Regions from separate parts of the Danio rerio genome. Here region 2 is linked to region 1. A link is a contact called in public Hi-C data. All regions are on one chromosome and are shown on one strand. Each heading gives the region's core, a stretch centred on a gene start, on an enhancer-like site or on the middle of the called end of the contact. The rest is flanking DNA. Distances are from core to core; before and after follow the strand shown.

Region 1 (2,608 bases), core at 57-2,556:
TCCTTTGAGATGCACCTTCATCCGAAAAAGTCACATGTAAAAATGTACTAATTGTAGACAGATTTAGAAAAAACGTTTTATGGAAATGTATAGAAAAATGCATTACGACAAAATAAGACAACTTGTTCAGCCATTTTGCATGTATAGACTTTTGCCATGAACAGACGATTAAACGTGGGAGGTGAGACAATTCAACAGAGACCAAAAAATACATTTTGATCATTGTGATATAAGAAACTGATAATGTAGGAAACTTAAAACTTGTTCAAAGGAAAATTGCTTTTTTGATGTGAACAAGTGACACAATGATTTAAAGATTGAACAGGTAGTTTTAAAACTTTTTCAATTCTGATCTGGGAAATGTACCAAAGTGACTGAGAAAAAATGAAATTAAATCTAAGTGAGAACTTTGTGAATCAAAACTGAGACATCTGACTGTATATAGATAGTTGTATGGTCAACTTTTAAACTCAAATCACCTCTGCTTCCAGCATCAGGAACTGTCTGATAAAGCTGTGGGCTGATATCCTGCAAACCTGAGCTCTTTCTGTTGAGCGGATGTGTGTCTGGGTTCATATACAAAGGTCTTGACATTTTCTCTGGTGGCTGATAAAAACTGCCAACATAACTCTGTTTAGATGGGGAGTCTAGATTAAAACTCTGTAATTCACAAAAAAAAAAAAAAGTTAGTTTACAGATTATTCAACATGGCATGCATGGAGGAAGGACAATGATAATACTGTTGTACGATTAATAATAACTATAATAATAACAACATGTATAAAACAAAACAATAATTAAACATATATATAAATCATATTCTTTCCGTGACAAAGTTAAGAGTAAAAAGTTTGTTAAAGAATACAATTAGCCTAAATGGATAGACAAGAGCCACTGTTCACATTTAATGTAAATTAACGCACAATAGCTAAAACCTTTAGCCACGCTAACTTACTGAATAAACAGTAGCAAATAGTCAACTTAGAAAATTTCATGGTTCATCAATTAAATAGCTATGTCACTTAACACCAAGAAAGCTGCATGATAGGCTACATAAAAACGTTACGAACCAAAAACTGCCTTTTCAGGATGCAATGTGTAAATAAGCTAACTTTAAAAAGCTAACGACTGAAATATCCGTTTAAACATCGCTAACAGTATTTACAACTTCAAAATATGCCAACGTAGCATTAAGTATATAGCTACCTGATCTCTAAAGTGATCCATTTTCAATAGGTTTCCTCGTTATTTACGAATAAATGATGTGTTGTTCACGATTGTTCATCATGCAGATGAATTAGCTGTGAGTGTCATCTTGAGTAGCCCACAGCGCCGCCCCCAGTTTCAAATTTCCCTCTTCTTTTACCGCCCTTGCTCATGCAGACATTCAGCTGGATACTAAAATAAAAAAAGAAACCTATATAAGTTATAATAGTTTCTAATAAAGCAATATGTTTTAACCATTTAAAAAAGAACATTTTATGGTTTAATTTGTGTTTTGGCACCATTAGAATTTAGTGGTTTTAGCATGCTACTGTACCTACATAGATTTTCCATTAAAACCAATACAATTCCCATTGGTTTTTTAAGTAATTTTGGTGCATTTTCTATTGTGCACATCATAAAAAGAAATTTCTTTGCTGCAGACAGATTGCATTTTTTGCACATTACAGTTTTTCTCAGTCGCTTTGGTGCATTTCTCACAAATTTCCATTTGCACAACAGTTAAAGCATTTCTCAAAACATTAGTACAAGCTGCAAAACCTAGTTGATAACCTGCAAAAGCATGTCACTTGCTCAAAATGGATAGCTCCTTCCTTCCTCAAAAGCAAGTATTCATGTCAATGAAAATGTCAGTATTATCAAAATGAAAATCCTGACACTATTGTTTATGAACAAGATAGTCAAATGGCTTTGTCATGTTTTCATTATGACAGTTTACTAACACTTGCTGAAAAAGCTCAAGACAGCATTTGAAAACTTCTGTAAAGTTAGACTGAACCTACAACATACATAGGTCTGTAAATCATTCATGAAATTATTCAGTTTAGAAGACATTTTCAGGAAAAATTAAGATTTAAAATCTAATTGACAGATTTTGACTACTAATTTAAAATGTTTGTATGTAATGACTCAAGTAATGAATATCCTACTACAGAGGACTATTAGTTTTATATGGAATGACTATTCAGCATTCACAAGTTTAGTTAATTTTGACTGACATGACATAAGCAAGTGAAAGCAATTGATGCATGTTCAAAAGCATTTGCAATTTCTCAGTTTACTGGAAGGAATGAGAAACTGATACTATGATGTGCACAAATGAATAATTGTTTTGAGAAATGCATTAAATGTTGTGCAAATGATAACTGTTGTGTAAATAGTGTTGTGAAAAATGCACTAAAGTAAAAAAAAATCTAAAACTGTAATTCAATCTGACATGTAGCTTACATTTCTCTGTCAGTTGGTAAGGTAATGTTGCTCAAAATATATTGTATTACTCTGTGCACTGTACAGTAGTCTTAGTTCATTGTTTAAGCCATTGAATGTAAAATGGTTTATCAATGTGTTATATGCACAGCTAGTGTTTTTCAGCCAATGATAAACT
Region 2 (2,608 bases), core at 31-2,530, 400 kb after region 1:
TCATTGTACCGTGACCCCCACTAGCAGACTGTCTGCTTATTTAGCCAAGCTGGAAGATCAAGCTTAAACTAGCTAGTACTCATGGTGCCTGCTTGGTTATAAAAAGTCTTTAAATGTCTTTAATTTTAAAAACTATAGGCCTTAAAGAGTCTTAAAATCACTGAAATATGGTTTTGTAGGTCTTTAATACTTTTAAGCAGGTCTTAACTTTAATTTTTCTGTGTAAAGCTACTCAATATGTACACATCCGTCTGAAATGAACTAATATGGTTTTATAATCTTCCTTATATCCTTACAGTAACATTTGTGTAAAAGTCCTTTGTGTATGTGTGCATAAATGTCATAAATGTATGTTGTGCATAAATTTTTAGTTTATTATAGTTTATAAAACTTGTCTTTTTTTTAATAAATAATGTGTTGCTTGTTTCGACACATTATTTTAAATATGTTGCTAGGAAATAACAGATGTTTTTTAATTGTATGCCCACATTCACAAAACATTCACATCAAAATGTATAAATGTGTTACAGAGTGTACAGTCTTAAATATAGAAAATGAGAAATAAATGAATATAAAAACAATAAATAGATAAAAAATAAAGTACAATCACACCATTTCAGAGCTGTCTTTAAGAAGAGATTAAACAAAAATTGTAAATAAACATCAAGGATCCTGCTAATTTACGAGAGCTCTTTTATCCATTCCCAAAGGGGAGACCAAATTGACTAAAATCTGTCATATTTTTTATTTGTCATAGGTAAGTTTTTCTAACTGTAGTCATGTAGCAATTTGTGATATCTACTTTTTTGAAAGATTGAGCCTGTGATGCAAACCAAAGTAGCAAAATACATTTTTTTAGCTAAATATAGCCTACCAGGAAAATGAACTGTAAAGCATCTTTTTCAAACAGATTGTTCATGTAAGATTCAATAAATACAAAGCTGTGGTCATATCATAATTTAGCTTGAGAATATTTTCCAGTACCTTTCTTCTGAATTTTTATTTTAATGGGGCAGGTAAGAAAAAATTCACTGGCCATTACAAATAAATCCTTAGCATTTTGCCCTCTAAAAGTCATTAATTCATAATGGTCTTTAAAAAGTCTTTAAAAGTCTTCAATTTGACTTGGTGAAACAGGCGGAAAGCCTGATACTGGACTAATTTAAATGATTTACAGTCTAGTTTTGACAAATGTCACACTTGTAAAATTTCAGTAAAGAAAATGAATAGTTTTTGAGAAAATCTTTGCCACAAGAGGGAGGCATAGCAACAATCTCACTGCGAGATAAAAATGGCGCTGGAAACATGTATAGCTTTTTTATTAGCAGACATGTACGATGCTGAAGATATCATGCTATTTAACAAAAATGCGACTCGCAAACGTCGGAGAGCCAGGTGAATTATCATTTTTTTTAATATATTGTATCGCAAATGGTTAAATTAGTAAACAAACAAGAGAGACGCTTAAGCGCTGTTTAAGTTACACTTATGTTACAGCGTTCAGTGTTGTTCAGTTATCCATCCATATCAACTGCTAATATTTTTAAATCAGGGTTGCTAGTTATTTACTTGTTGTCTAACGTTTTTCCACAAAAGAAAATCTTTGTTCGCCGTTTGGTTGAAGAACTGATACAGACCATTTCAATGTAGTCATTAGCCCATGAACGTTTCCTGCTTGTTATCAATTTCATAACTGTAACATCAGGCAATTCAATAACGTATTGTTAAAACAGCTGTCATAATATTATTTGTCAATATGTGGCTCTTTTTGAATTCCAGGAAGCTATAGAAATAAAAAAAACGTAAAACTGGTAGTATGTATGTTGGGACCTTGGTGTTTGTTTACAACTCTCAAAATGATCTATATAGCAAATGGGGGAAAGTGATAGGATTATACTTTTAATATTAATTTATGTTTCAGTAGCGTGAAGCTGAAAAATGAAGAAAGTGTTCAAGTTAATCTGAAAAGGTAAGTTGACCCAAACATCGTGTGAGAATGAGACATTTATGCTTCCTGTCAAGATGGTTTTTATAATAAAACATTTGACTGATTCTCTAACAATTTGTTTTTTTCATTTATCAGAGAAGATGATGATGGAAAAGTGGTTTTCAATGCCGTGCTGCAAAGCTTGACTATCAGTGACTTTAAGAGTCACTTCCAGCTGACGCCAACTCAAACTGAGGTACTTCATCTAATGCTAGTCCTACTTGCTAATCCTCATTTGTGTTTTGTAAACATTTTGTTCTTTTTGTGTTTGTAGGAGTTGGTGCAGCTGCTGGCACCGTGTAAATGGGCTGCCATTAGGCAAGAGGACTGGACCGTGTGGCATGCGGTTCTCTCCAGTCTGTGGACTCTTTCTACCCAGGAGTCCTACCAGAGTGTGGCAAATCGCTTCCACGTTGCAGAGTCTCTCATCTGTGATCAGATGGATGAATTCTGCACACTTGTTACTACCAACTTAGCTAATCATATTCACTGGCCTCAGGCGGAGGAAGCGGATATGTGTGTGAAGGGGTTCTTTTCGGCTGTGGGGTTACCAGATACTCTTTGTGTAGTAGGAACACGTTTGATTCCTATCATGAAGCCAACTGATGTACCAGATTCAGA

The links. Hi-C and Micro-C count contacts between places; a contact is called where the count stands out from the background.
Region 2: a contact with region 1 is called in a Hi-C map of embryo, with 2.1 times the contacts expected there. The contact joins the promoter of si:ch73-257c13.2 here to the promoter of cep57l1 in region 1. A contact is called at or near these places in 3 of 18 Hi-C or Micro-C datasets (caudal fin and embryo) and 1 of 4 datasets of contacts at active chromatin or transcription factors (embryo).

Annotation. Positions count from the first base shown.
Region 1 is chr20:34,955,325-34,957,932 of GRCz12tu, forward strand. cep57l1 (centrosomal protein 57, like 1) reads right to left here and starts at 1,307. Exons shown (of 11, transcript NM_001003769.2): 1 at 1,207-1,307; 2 at 480-660. The coding sequence starts at 1,227.
Region 2 is chr20:35,359,680-35,362,287 of GRCz12tu, forward strand. si:ch73-257c13.2 reads left to right here and starts at 1,281. Exons shown (of 4, transcript XM_005160770.5): 1 at 1,281-1,395; 2 at 1,922-1,969; 3 at 2,084-2,183; 4 at 2,262-2,608. The coding sequence starts at 1,292.